Regions from separate parts of the Mus musculus genome. Here region 2 is linked to region 1. The links are chromatin contacts, called in public promoter capture Hi-C maps. All regions are on one chromosome and are shown on one strand. The core of a region is the stretch at or near the end of the contact, and the rest is flanking DNA. Distances in the headings are between cores, read along the strand shown.

Region 1 (7,079 bases), core at 4,087-6,586:
AAGAGACTCACTGAGTAAAGGCTAGTACTCTCTTGTATCTAATGACTGTAGTACTTCAAATTAGCATATGACAAGCATCCAGAAAATATTGTTTGCCTGAATCTGTAAACATTAAATTGGAGGTTAACTGTGCCTTGGTGTTTTTAATCTTAGTTCCTTCTAAAAGTAGGTGAAGGCCATTGCCCTACTGTCCAGGATTTTCTCTGAAAGGCCAGGCTACTCTGTAGAGCAACGTAAATTAGGAAGGTGTCCTAGGGATGCCAGTCGAATGGAGCAGGAAGGGACAGCATTTCCAAGGCTATCTGAAATAAAGGAGAAAATAATGTTAGGCTGATGATAGGGTTCGGAGGGTTGAGGTGCCTGGATATGGAGGGGTGAGGTGAGAGGATATGAAGGGGTGAGGTGAGAGGATATGGAGGGGTGAGGTGAGAGGATATGGAGGGGTGAGGTGAAGGGATATGGAGGGGTGAGGTGAAGGGATATGGAGGGGTGAAGTGATGGGGATATGGAGGGGTGAGGTGAAGGGATATGGAGGGGTGAAGTGATGGGGATATGGAGGGGTGAGGTGAGGGGAATATATCCTGCAGAAACTCTTTCAGTACTCACTGTTACACAGGAGTTGCTCCAAAAGCCAGTGGTGTGATACAACAGCAATTGTTTCTGGTAACTACTTGGTCTGATCAGGAGATTCTGTGAGTATAACCTGGGGATCCTCATGAGACTGCTCAGCGAAGACACGAGGATGAATCCCTCTCCCCTTGTGGTTTCTCATCCCTTCCGTCTTGTCTATACTTCTTACCCAGCAATTGGATTTCTAAAGGAAGCCTTCAGTGGGGTCTGGTACCAATGGATAAGCACTTATCTAGGCTGTGTTTGCTTTACACTTGGTCGTGTTTCATTGACAAAAGTCGAATTGCATGGCCACCCAGAGTCAGGAAGGGGGGGATAATGTACAAGGATGCAAAGTCTATCATCAGTGGAGCCACCAACGGAGTCTTACAAATCCCCATTGTAAACATATAGGACACGACAAAGGTGGGCATGATTGGTGCATCCCAGGGGATCTGACACCCTCTTCCAGCCTCCACAGTCCCTGGGCCTGCAAGTGCTGCAGAGACATGCTTGTAGGCAGAACACCCATACACATAAAATAAAACAAAACAAAGCAAAATAAAATACACGAGTCAACCCAGGCAGGTTTAAAACTTTTCGAGGTTCTGACACCCAGAGGGCATATCTGAGATATATATATATATATATTATCAACAATCCCCCAAGTGAGTGACTTTGTACACAAATGCAAGACATAGGATGGTGCTGCGCCCAGACTTAGAAACCTCAAGGTTGTGAACATGCAAATTTGTTCCCACACCAATAGATATTAGGATTGCTTCCACTGTTTACAATACCAATGAACTTTTTGCTGTTCTTACTTCAAACATGCCCTTGAAACATGCCCTTGAGATCTTCCTATGGTCTCTCTTTAGGACCTATGTCAATCTTGCTGAATATGCCATCTGTGTTGGGTTATTTAGTCTTAGCTGTTTTGGTCATGGATTTAGAATTTGTTTTGGACTTCTGATAGGAATCCATAAACTGTTCTCAAGCAACAGGCAAAAGACTTTTAAAATCGTCTTTCAACCCATTCACAAAATTATCTCTTTAAAAGATTTACTTGCATTATTTCTATGTGTATGTGTCTCTGTGTATGGGTTTGCACATGTGAGTTCAGACAAGGGCTTTGGATTCCCCTGTAGCTGAAGTATGGATGAATGATTGACAGCTGCCTGATGTGGATACTGGGGACGGAACTTGGACTCTATGCAAGATCAGCAAGGGCTCTAAATCACAGAGCCATCTCTTCAGCCACCTATTAAACACAATCTGCATTTGGTTAAGAAACACCTTCAATCCCTATGGCATGGGATTATGAGCCTGTCATCTCCTTGGCTGGCTGAGTTGTATGGAACCCTGGTTACCAGGTTACCATCCCTCCTTAAAGAAATGCCATACCATTAGCATTTCTAGCCCCTGTGCCCTCTGGCTGGCTTGTGCATTCAGAGGTTAAGCTCTCTCTAGAAGTTTGGAAAGGCTGGACTGGGGAAAGGTGAGTAGTGACAGAATCTAGCTGGAGCCATGAGTGCTTCTGCCATACTCCTTGGCCATCTCTTATAAGGGACGTTGATGCTGGGCAGAGCATCGCCATGGAAACAGTTACACTTCCTCCTCACTCTTTCTCATGGACTGCCTTCCCTTGATAGGGACTCTTCTGGTTGTTTTGTGGTCCAAGTACCCTGCAGTAGTACCCGGGTCAAGATACTACACAGGGAATATCTGTTGAATGAATGAACAAACGAATGGACGATAAGCTGAACATGGCCATTGTCAGATTAGCTGTGACTACTGTGGATGCTGCCTTATATAAGGAACAGGTAGGGTAGGTCATTGGCCCTCACCTGAGATTTTAACCACTCCCATGCCTCCCTCTCTGCCAGCTGTATGTAATTCTGCCCCAGCTGCACACGGGCTCAGGAGACACTAGAGCAGCGGAAATCCTGCATATCAGATATTTACATTATGATTCATAACAGAAATGAAATTGCAGTTATGAAGAGGCAACAAAATAATTTAATGCTTGGAGTCACCACAATATGAGAAGCTATATTAAAGGGTTTTAGCATTAGGAAGGCTGAAGACCACTGCTCTAGAGTATATTAGAACGTGTAAGGCGGGGTAGGGACACGGAGAGGATTCCATCTGTACAGATATGGGGAAATCCAGGTGATGATGCAGCTGCTTTGGGGGTAACCAAAGGAGACCTGGGGAGAATTGTACTTTGGCCTGTCACTAGGGTTCTGGCCTAATTTGATTTTTATTGCTGTGGTAAACATTAGGACCAAAGGCAGCTTGAGGAAGAAAGAGTGTATTCGGCTTACATGTTCTGATCATAGTCCACCATAGAGGAAAGCCAGGGTAAGTGCAGAAGCCAAAGCCTGGAGGCAAGAACCGAAGAAGAGGCCACGGAGTAGTGCTGCTTACTGGCTTGCTCCCCATGGCTTGTTCAGCCTGCTTTCTTATGCAGCCCAGGACCACCTGGCCAGGGACAGCACCTGTGGCCTGGGCCCTCCGCATCAACCATCTGTCAAGATGGAGGCAATGTGACAGAGGCTGTTCTTCAGTTGACATTCTCTCTTCCCAGATGACTCAAGCTTATGTCAGTTGACAAAACAGAAACAAACAAACAAAAAAATCCCTAACCAGCACATACCCTATTTGGGATGGGCAGTCATTTGGTCATGCAATAGGGCTTAGCAGCAGGCTAGCACGGAGTGAGGGCTCAGTGAAGGGCATCTGTGCCTGTTGTCAGCTTTACTGTCTTAATTGACCTTGTGCCAGGGGGGCTGGTGAAGAGCCGCATCTGTGAGGCGTCATTAGTTTGTTTAGGCTGGAGGCTGCCTCTGAATCTCCACATCCTTAGATGTCCCTTGAGGAACTAGGGGCTAATCTGTGTGGGTACCAGGAACAAGAGGAAGGACTGGGGGAAAGACAGATGAATTAGAGGCCTCTTCTGAATAAATATCTGTTTAGCAGCCATTGCTCCGCTCCTTGTTGGGCTCTGGTTATCAGGAGATCAGGACACAGGTGTTGTTAAGGAGCTGAGATGTCAAAAGGAAAGATGGGGCAGATAGTCTTCGAGCAGAGCCCTCATGAGGGATGCAGATGCTTGGGGCAGAATCACCCCGGGCATAGCCATTTTGACAGTTCTTTCCGTAGAGCAAGTCAGCTCTTCTGGCTTCTAGATGCGTCCATATTGTATGTCAATCTTACAAAGGGCTTAGTCATGTCTCTGCCTCTTTCCAAATGGATAGTTTCCTCAGCATGAAGACTGACTCCCCAGTCCCTTGGTCAGGTGCACCTCTAAACATCAGCCAATGCTCAGCACCCAGCACCTTGTGTAGTCGGCTTTCCAGAGCGGCCACAGATACTGGAGACAACAAACCTGTCAAAAGGAACCGTGTATTTTAGCCCATAGATTGGAAATCTCAGTCTGTGAATGGTTGGTCCCCTTACTTCTGAACCCGTGGTGTGGCACATTATAGTGGCAACACACAGTGTAGAAGAGAGCCCTTCACGTCAGGTGCAGATAAACGAAGAGACCAGAGTCCCATAATTCCCTCAGGTCTTGCCTTTCCCTATTACCTAAAGCTTCCCCCTAGGGCTCCACATCTTGAAGTTCTACCTCCTCCTAGCAACACCTAGCAACACCTTGGCCCAGGAACCAACTGTTTAACACATGAGCCTTTGAAGGACATTTAAGATTCAAACGCAGCACATTTACAGTTCCCTAACTGTGAGAACAACCTCTCTCTCCTGCAGTGGTCATACGGCTTTAGTAAATGCATGTTTATCAAGTGTAATTCGCATTACACGTGTTAGTGTGGACTTTTCAAGTCGGCAGAGTCTTAGGCGCTGACGCAGTGAGTGCTGTACTCTTCTGGTTCCTCCTCCACTCACGTGGTTCCTTGGGGGAGGGGCTAAATGAAGTCATAAGAATAAATTATTCTGGACAAGGTTAATCATGTAATCAGCAGCATTCAGTATCGTTTAAGTTACTCAGGATGGGTGAGTTCTTAAGACCTATACAACATCACGCCGGAGTCAGTGCCGCCCTGCCTGAATATAGGAAAGTCTCATGCTGTGTGCTTACTACTAAAAACAAGCATGACGCACTCCTTTAATCCCAGCACTTAGGAGACAGAGGCAGGAGGATCTCTATGAGTTCGAGGTCAGCCTAGTCTACAGAGTAAATTCCAGGACAGCCAGAAACCCTGCCTTGAAAAACTAAAATGAACAAACAAACAAACAAACAAACAGCTAGGCATAATGGTGCATGACTTTAATCCCAGCACGCGGGAGGCTGAGGTCAGAGGACCTCTTGTGAGTTTGAGGACAGCCTAGCCTTTATACCCAGCCAGAGATATAAAGTGAGCCCCTGTCTCAAAATAACAACAAGAATATCCATCCAAACCCTAAGTAAACAAAAGTTAAGGGAAAATAAGTAACTTAACAGCATTTCCAGAACAAAGGATCGCCACTTATTCTTTGCATTCTTCACAACTCATTGCCATTTTGAAACAGCGTGGTTAAGAGAATGTGTGTGGGTAAAGGAGTTAACAATTGCAGGCATTATCATCATCGCTAGCTTCCGATGTCCTTGTAAGTTCTGAAATTCAGAGACTAGAAGCGGCTTCCTTGGGTTACAATGATCTGGTCAGAGCAGCCACCAGTAATGTTCTCAGAGTGCCTCACCAGGTGGCGCTCTTTTACCGGGATAGGTTCTGACCAACTCCCTCCTCCCACTTCCCAGCATGCAGTAGCCTCTTCCCCACCAGTTCAGCCCAGCCTTGTAGAGCTAGCTGGGATATTGTGTCTAAGCCTTGTTTCAGACAGGGAGAAATAAAATTTTGAGAAAGTATGTCTCTGGGCTCAGAGACCCTACGTCACCAGGTGGAGTCCGGGTTTATTCAATTCTGAGCCTCATCTGCCTCCCAGTGCTTCTCTTATTCGGCTCTCTGCAGACGCTTCTAGATCTTGCCTTGCAGGCTTCCCTCACAGTGGATCCTGGTGGGCAGAGCTAGTGCTCCTCTCCTAGGCATTTGTCACTTTCTGCTATTACGGGTGGAGAAGGTATTTGGGAACAAGAAAGGGAACAGGCTCTTTTTATTTCTTCCCCTTCCGGAGGCATTCAGGGGCAGTGTATGTGCAGCTAGGGGAAGGGACCTGGAACCAAACCGTCTTTGTCATGACTCTTCCCCTTTTCACAGCAGGATAACAGGCTGTGAGTAAACTTGTGTCTCATTATTCCATCCATAAAGTTGGGGCAGTAAAATATCCCATGGGAGCCGCCATAGACGAAGCACTCACTGCAGTCGGGTGCTTATGGTGAGCATCATGGTTCACCAGCATCCTACCTGGACAGAAAAACTTCTGGGAGGATGCCGGGCTGCCCATACTGGCCCTCACCTGTGTCTTCCTGCTACAGCATCCTTTTATGACACCTGTCACATATTTCAGTGATGCTGTGTGTTAAGTCTAGGCTCTCATACTCGCAATGGACCTGCAGCCCAACCCAGGGAAGTGGGTACTTAGCATGTTCCCATCACATGGAGGAGGCTCAGATATGACAAAGTCATCTCTCCAGGTCACTGCCTAGCGACAGGAGGGTGCCTCACAGTCAGGCCTGTCTGATTAAGCTGTAAGATTCAAGCTGTTTACTTCTGCATTCTACTGCTCTTTTGAAACTGGCAATAACAGTAAGCAGGACCCCTCACAGTGTGGGCATCATCCGGACTGCCGAACCCACATCCCAGGACCACCCATCTGTAGAGTGATGGTTCTTAACCCTTTAAAATAATCTATCTATCTATCTATCTATCTATCTATCTATCTATCTATCTATTAGCAGGATTTTCATCCTAGCACTGGGTAGGCTGAAACTCTATTTAGACCAGGCTGGCATTGAGCTCACAGAAATCCATTTGCCTCTTCTTCCTTAGTGCTGGGATTAAAGGCAGGTGCTACCACACTAGGCTAGATTTATTTCTGTTGTTTTTATGACATGCATGTGTCTGTGTGGATATATGTCCCCTGTGTTGGGGTGCTTGAGGAAGGCGGAGAGGGTGTTGGGTCCCCTTGGGGCTGGAGTTTTGTGTGCTGGGAGCCTGGTGAGGGTGTTGTTAAGCAAACTTTGAACCTCTGGAAGAGCAGCAGGTGCTCTTAACCTGGGGGACAAAGATGTAGAGGTCACTCATGTTTTTCTGCCCCTCTCCCCAAGGTCCTTTGGGTGACAAATACAAGGATTCTTAGATTATATTTAGCCCCACAACCTTCAAGGGTCACCTGCCCCCATCTCGTTTTTTTTTTTTTTTTTTTTGTGCAGCCTCAGGCTAGCTCTTTGGGCAGCCAGGCAGCCTGCATCCCAGGCACGTGAGGTCCTTTGAGCCATCCAAGATGTAACACAAGCACTCTGTGACTCAGACCAGACTCTCTGGGATTTTTCCTTTCTGGGCATGTGACAG
Region 2 (7,560 bases), core at 1,852-4,351, 270 kb before region 1:
AGTGCTACACAAACTCTGCCATGTCTCAGGAGGAAGACAAAGGCCCCAGATCCTGCCACATCTAAGTGGGAGGACCCTCAAAGCAGGTCCCTTACCATCATATACCCACCTTTTGTTTTAAGATGGCCCCACATGTCCTGGCACATTGGACAGGTGCTCTTCCCTCCCCCATTTCATTGCTGCTACTTGGTCCCATTGGGAGCACCAGCCCTTTATGCTCCTGGGCTACCATGCAGTGCCCCTCACCAACCAGATGGCTGGGCTCTGAGGCCCAGTACTGACAGCAGGGGATGAAGCTATGTTCTCAAAGCTTCTGTCAGAGCCCTCTTTGTTCCTGGGGCTACAGCCTGGCTCCCTAGGGCTGGTGGCCTTGGGCCACAGCTGTGAGTTTACTCTATCTCAGTCTGGCCCCTCACCAAGCTGCCTGAGTTGGTGCTCCTGCCGGGGCAAGTTCCACAGTCTCATAGCTGAAGCTCCCCACAGCTCCCGGTGAGTGCTCCAAGACCAGGGAGAAGTCGCTGCCTAGGCTGGTTGTGCTGCCTCGATCTTTGTGTCCTGAAAGCAGCAGAAAGTCAGCATGCTACCTTCCCCACAGCCAGTCCACTACCCATCGCCCACCTTTCAACACTACATGGCTAGACAAATAAGCTTCTAGCACAGTTCCCCATGTGGTCTATACTCAGATAGCTATGGTGAAGAAATAAAGCCTGTTAGGGACAGGACTCACTCAACATGCAGATATCTTCCACAGTGAAGCCTGCATCCCGAGTTGGCAAACTCTTCCTCCTAGAATGACAACCCCAAGCAGGACATTTCAGCTGTAGCTGGAGTTTTCTATGTTCTCTCCTCCTGACTTTGCCCAGCCTGAACAACAGTTCCAAATCCTGGCATCTCATGGAATGGGCCCTACCAACAGAGTCTGCCAACTAACAGGCCCACTTCCAGGATCTACCAGTTTGGCTCTGCCAGCCACATGTGCCAGACAGAAGTCAACACAGCCTGCTTTTCCTTACCATCTTGGCCATTTGGGACACAACTATGACCCAACAAGTGTAAATTTGGGTAAAGACAAGTCAACTCGCAGGATCCAAGTTCTCACTGGAGTTCCAGAGCAACTGCCAGACATACAAGACTGTTCTCCAGGCTGGAAGCAGATTTCTGCTCCACTGTGCAGATGATCAGGCTGGTTGATCTGCCTGCCAAATTCTGGGACTAACAGTGTGCACCATGATGCCCAACTGAGTATGATTCAGTTGTTATAGGGTCATATTGTGAATTTTTTCTTTTTTTATGGTACCAAAGCTTGAACTCAGGGCCTGCAGCATGGTAGGCAGGCACCCTACTTCTGAGCTGCATCCCACTCACAGATGGCCTACTACAGGGCTCAACAACAAGGAACGGCAAGTCCTCCCGTCCACAGGCTTGTTTCTTCCTATAGCATCACCAGCTCTTCCCCCATGAGAGACTACTCCTTCCCTGTTCATTTAGGTCCTCAGCACAGACACTCGGCTCTAGTAACAGGGCTGGGATAACGGCAGTGCTCCACACTGTGGAGGAGTGCCCCTGTGGTCCTTTGCCTCCCTCCACTTACCTCTGGGTCTTCAGGCAGAACTCTTCGGAGGTGATATGCTTCAAAAAATTGAAGCAAAAGAAGAAAATCTGAAGGAGAAAAAGCAGAGCACAGTGAGAAGTTAGCCTTGGCCAGTGGAGAAGAACATGCAGAAGAGCGCCACTGGCTCTCAGGTTAATGCCTCTTTTGGGGAATGACCTTCTTTGTGAACCCTGCTAGATCTGATTTATGACTGATGTGGGTGATACAGAGGGCTCAGCAGGGTTTTAGGCAGGTGCCCATAAGCTGGGGGTAGGGAAGATATAATGTGCATCTTTTCTGAGAACACAGAGGTCCAAGGTAAAGAATTCAAATCTTCAACACGCACATTCTCAGCTTTTACAGTGAAAATAACAGCAGTTCCCACTTCCATCTTAAAGCCCAGGGAGAGCTACTGACAGGGGGGACAGCTGGGAGGGAGAGTATCTTGGGCAAGGGGATTAGTGGATAAGGCAGGACAGAAGAGGAAAGGCATTCCATAGGGAGGGGTGCACCAGATACAGGATCAGAGCTGGGGTAGGGCAGCCATGCTCTGGCTGAAACTGTGAGGCCCAGGTCTTCACTGTGAAGTGGATACAGGCAAGAGACTGACTGGCAGCAAACCCATTCCCAGGAGCAAATCCCAGCCAGTGACCTAGTCCAGTGGCCTCTAGAAACATACCAGAGGCTTTGGTTTATTTAACCTGCACAACACAACAGGCTATATATCAACCAGTGATCCCAAAAGGTGTAACCCATGAGACTCAGGGAAACACCCATACATTCCCACAGGGCCCTGTAAGATTCCATTTTAAAAAAAAAAAAAAAGAGGAAAAAAAAAAAAAAAGGCAGAGGGTTGCTCAGATCTGGTCAGTAGGAAATGCTGCATTATATAAAATGACACAGGTGTTTTCATCAGACACCAGAGCTTTTTAATGTGCTAATGTACCCTGGGAACCTCAAAGATAGAAGACAGGGTAAAGAGGCACTTAGCAGCTGTTTTTAGCTTGCTATATTACAGAGGTGTCTGCAGTCTGGAGAGGTAGCAAGACCTATGCATACACTGAGGGACTTGCAGGGTGGGACTCAGAGCCCAGTCTTCGCAGTCTCATTTTTGCCCTTATTCTCTGAAGGGAGCATCTGGCTTGCTCTGGTGGGCGGGGGAGGGAGATGGAGTAGAGGACAGAATGTCCTAAAGCACCAGCAAAATCTCCAAAGAGGCTACAAAGAGTCCTTCTGCCCAGATTTCAATGCCAAAGGCTCTGCCTCTGGCAGAGTTCATGGGGCCTCTGAGGAGCAGGCTTATGAGCTCTGCAGACGCGTAAGTGCTCAGAGAGATTTGGAAGGGAGATGAGCAGCTGGGCAGAAGCAACAAAAGAAAAGCTGGAGATAAGACGCCTAAGAAGAAAGCAAGCTCAGAAGCAGGAGGGAGAGAAGGATGCTTCTGGACACTAGGGGTGGGTGGAGACAGAACCAATACTGTCATGATATGCATCTGTATAGCTCAGGGAGAAACCAGGAGACTCAAGGTGAAGCTCAAGGTCACCTAGGCAACGAGCAGGACCAGTCGAGACACACTCAAGCCAAACTTAAGATCTGATGCTGGGGGAACTACAAGCAGGTAAAGAAGATAGAGGAGGCAAGACAGAAATGGCAAGAGGAATCTGACTACACTGAAAAGAAAGGACAAGGAGGACCTGGAGGCAGCCTACAAGTGGGCAGAACCCTGGGTGTGCAGACCACCGTGGAGAAGGGAAGGGACTCTGAGTGGCAGGATGGAGGACAGAAGCACTCCATGTTTCAGCTTTGAGCATGGAGCCATGGAAAGCAACTTGAACACTGGCTCCAGAGCCAAGTGCAGAGGGAAGATGAGGAGCCTGAAATGGTCACAGCCACTGTGGCCAGAACTCCCTCTGTGGTACAAAGGGAGCCCGAGGCCCACACACGGTCTGTGCTCTTGCCTTTCCCACCACACTGCCTGAGGGAAGAGGATGGTAAGCTCATCCAAGCATCCTGGGTGGAGAAACTGCCTTCCCAGCATGGCAACCAGAATGAATGCCTTGTGTGTTAAGGTGTAGTCCATGTCTGTGCGGAGGTCCTTACCTCCTCCCCTTTGCTGAGCCGATCTACCAACATGTGTCTGAAAAAGAAGAGTGAGAAGGTCAAAGCACAACCCAGCGCTGAGGAGCCGTGTGACCCACAGACAGACCAAGTCTTTGGCACCAATGCATCACATGAAGCCTGCCAACATCTTTGATCCTTTCCAAAGAGAGCCAACTTTTTTCCTCCAGCTGTTTTCTTATCTCTGTTCCTCATAAGAAAAGCTAATACACCATGCACACACACCTCCTTGAAGACTTACCCAAAGAGGAACCAGTCATAGGCCACAGTCAGGTAGAGGATCTCAGCAGGCTTCAGGGATGTGTGAATTAGCCCATCCTGGGGGAGACAAAGGGTGGCAAGCTCAGAAAGCTGCCTTCCTAGTGCGGGCCTCCTTGCTCCAGGAGCAAACCAAAACATAGACTGGGTGACAGGACCACCCTTATCCTACCCCAGCCCCCAACCAAGAACAGTGTTAAACGTGACAATTGGAGACCTAATAGGGTCTCTGCATATTCCCCGCTCCAGCTCATTCATACTCACAGCCCACAAGGAAAGGCGCAGAAGAGAGATGAAGAGGGGGGTCCGGTCCCAGCCTGAGATACAGTGTACCAGCAGCCCGCTGTCATCTATTGTGGAACAGGAGCACCAAGTGAGAGAACCAGATAGGGTTCTGCTGAAAACCCCAGGCCTCCAGCCTGGTGCAGGCCAGCTTAGTGTCCCTCTTCCCCAGGTTCCTGTCCAAAGTTATTTTATTCCCCAATCTCATCTTAGAAATGAGTGGGTGGGAACATCTGTCTTGACTTCTAGCATCTTAGCTGAAGTTCTCTTTTTAATTGTATTATAACCATGTATGTGCACATAAGAGTGCACAGGTCAGAGAACTGCATATGGGACTTTGCTCTCCTCTCCCTCCATGGTCCTGAGCATAGTACCCAATTCACTGAGCTTGTGCAGCAAATGTGTTTTTAAGCTCTTGGCATACTCCAGGTAGAAGCCAGCCCAAAAAGTCTCTTTGGGGGGTTCACAGAGAGGATCCCCCTTCCCAGCCAGCACTTCGCAGGCTTGGGACACCAGGAGAGACTTACCATCTCTGTTCATGATGAAAAGCAGCAGTTTCAGGTAGTTCTGTGTTTGTTGCACCAGGTCCCAACTCTGTTGGGCAAAACAGAAAAGGGATCGAGAAATAAATATGACCAGGAATGGACATTTAAATACTATCAAAAACAAACCACTGTCTGTGCATGGTGACATTGGCCCGTAACCTCAGCACTCACTCAGGACGCAAGAGGAACACGAGTTTGAGGCCAGTTTTGGCTACATACCGAGTATCAAAAGTATCAAAACAAACACGACTGCCAGCTAGGGTGTGGGTCAGTGGTAGAGCACATGCTTTGCATTGAAGAGATGTGGGGTTCTGTTCTAGTAGCAAAAATCTAACAGGAGTGCTGCCAGGTATGATGGTATGCCTTGTAATTCCAGCACTTAGAAGGCCAGGAAGGAGGCTCAGTAAAATTCAAGACCAACCCCAGCTCCGCCAGCCTGAGTATGAGACCCTATCTCAAACCGACAGACGGTGCCAAGCATGATTTTCTGGGCAGCAGTTCTACATAGCGCTTGATCTTTAGCTCTAGGCCTAAACCCTAAATACTCCCGAGCCGCCTTCCTCAGTTCCAGGAGATCTCCTTGCATCTATCTCCCCATCCCCTCCCTCACACGGTGCTCTGGGAGTGAGGAAGAAAGTCTTGGTGCACGCCTTTAATCCCAGCACTCGGGAGGCAGAGGCAGGCGGATTTCTGAGTTCGAGGCTAGCCTGGTCTACAAAGTGAGTTCCAGGACAGCCTACACAGAGAAACCCTGTCTCGAAAAAACCAAAAAAAAAAAAAAAAAAAAGTCTTCAGCAGGTGCTCTCAAGCAACCACATGCCAGTGGCTCCTCAGTTCCGGGGCGGGGCCTCAGGGTGGATATTGTTTCTAAACAGTCATGTAAGAGACATTCCTTGATCTGCACCACACATGGAGACCAACACAAATACCGATCTTCTCATCACCCTCTCACTCGCCCTTACTGCTGTTTACTGCATGCTCTCTCTCTTGTCATCAGTGTTTAACTGTGTGTGTGTGTGAGAGAGACACACACACACACACACACAGACAAACACATACACCCCTGGGGTTGAAGAGCACTGGTTAAGAGCACTAGCTGCTCTTACAGAGGATCAGGGTTCAATTTTCTGCACCCAGATCTCTAACTGCAGTTCTCAGGTGGCTCAGGGGAAGCGGATTATCTTCTGGCCTCCTTGCATACTTGTGGCATTGCACAGAAATGGTGCACAGCCATGCATGCAGGCAAAACACCCAATACACATTAACAATTTAATTGCTATAATACTACATTACATGTGACACTCCTCTATGGCTTGCGTGTGAAGGTCAGAGGAAAAGTTTTGGGGATCAGTTCTCCCCTATCTCTGCATGGGTTCAGGGGATCAAACTCAGGTCGTCAGGCTTGGCAACAACCATCTTTATCCACTGAGCCATTTGCTGCCTCCTTTGTCTTTTTTAGTCTTCCTATATTAGCCTAGGTTAGTCTGAAACCCGTGTTCTTTCTGCTTCTGCCTCCTTAGTGGTGGGCATGTACATACGTACCACCATGCCCAGCACTACACTGTCTTCTGATGAATAATGTACACAGTGTATTTTTTTTTTTTAAATAAGAGGCTCACTGGGTGGGAGTCAGGAAATACATACACGCTGCCAAGAATCTACATGAGAGGGCTAGACCAGGCACTGTGGAGCAGCCCACTCTCAATCTCAATTCCATGGAGGGGTCTGACCTAGTTCTGCAGAGCCGTTTTCCCTTGCTAGGGACAGCCTCTGCTCTCTTAGGACACAACTGCCTATCAGCGTTCGGGGCTGTGCAGAGAGGGTGGTGCATGCCAACTAGAGAGCACTTCCCTGGGGGGAAGGGAACACGGCACCTGTAATTGCAATGGTTTTCCCAGGAATTTAAAGCAGACTCATTTACCTGACCCTCCCACGCCCCCAGAGAGTTCTGACCCACTTTCAGCAGCTCCCGAGACCTGCTGCAGCATTGTGCTAATAAAACCATTACCAGCAGGTGCATGAGGGTCTCTTTACACATCTGGCTCAACATGTAAGACACACTATTGCCAAGAGATTTCCTCTGAGCTGGGATTCTGTAGAGTGAGGACAGAAGCCATATAGCAGGAAGTCTCGGGTTAGGCTTGCTGTGAAGACAGCAGCAGCAAGGGGAGGGCAGGGACCAAGGCAGAGGGGTCTGCAGAGTGACAAGCAATGCAGACCTAAAGGAGACTTGGATCAGGAAGAGAAAGCACCCAGAGCTGGGTTCAGCTATCTGTGGGGAGGTCCACACTGGGGAGACCCAAAGCCACACAAGATGGGCTGAGGGATGGATCTGGTACCACCAGACTTTAAGGTTTATAAGGGAGATGAACAACAGTTAAGATCACCCAGTGACATATAGCACTAGAGAACTTGGGACCCCAAAGCTAACATGCAGAGAGGACAGAGTGCACTTCTGGCTGAAGATGACATGAGGAGACTCAGAGACCAACTGCCTTGACTGCTTGACTTGGCATGTCAAGGACACATCCCTTTGACATGCCATCCTGCCACCATCACATGCCTGGAATCCCATCTGTGTCCATCTTCTGAAACCAGGTAGCCAGCAGCCTGCTCTCACTGACAGGAAGGCACTCCAGCATGCCTGCTCAGAGAACACTTAAACTCTGGGATCCTGACACCGCAAGAGGGCTAAGCCTCACTTCTAGGGAAAGTCTGCTCAAGGCCAGAGAGCCCAACTGCAGCACTCCCACTACGCAGCAGAGC

Evidence for each region. Capture Hi-C pulls out chosen DNA fragments and counts their contacts.
Region 2: a contact with region 1 is called in a promoter capture Hi-C map of adipose tissue. The contact joins two enhancer-like sites. A contact is called at or near these places in 2 of 39 promoter capture datasets (hematopoietic stem and progenitor cells and stem cell-derived epiblast-like cells) and 1 of 9 other capture datasets (adipose tissue).

What each region holds. Positions count from the first base shown.
Region 1 is chr6:112,999,353-113,006,431 of GRCm38.p6, reverse strand. No RefSeq gene overlaps it. Among named protein-coding and RNA genes, the nearest start is that of Gm43868, 43 kb to the left of the region's middle. Within about 2 kb of position 5,336, at least 68 of the 459 cell types and tissues checked have an H3K27ac peak or open chromatin away from gene starts, as enhancers often do. A contact at or near this core is called in adipose tissue, where this site is marked.
Region 2 is chr6:113,262,727-113,270,286 of GRCm38.p6, reverse strand. Mtmr14 (myotubularin related protein 14) reads right to left here. Exons shown (of 19, transcript NM_026849.2): 10 at 4,777-4,843; 11 at 4,232-4,317; 12 at 3,951-4,027; 13 at 3,692-3,728; 14 at 1,592-1,659; 15 at 728-786; 16 at 417-555. Among named protein-coding and RNA genes, the nearest start is that of Cpne9, 16 kb to the left of the region's middle. Within about 2 kb of position 3,101, at least 18 of the 459 cell types and tissues checked have an H3K27ac peak or open chromatin away from gene starts, as enhancers often do. A contact at or near this core is called in adipose tissue, where this site is marked.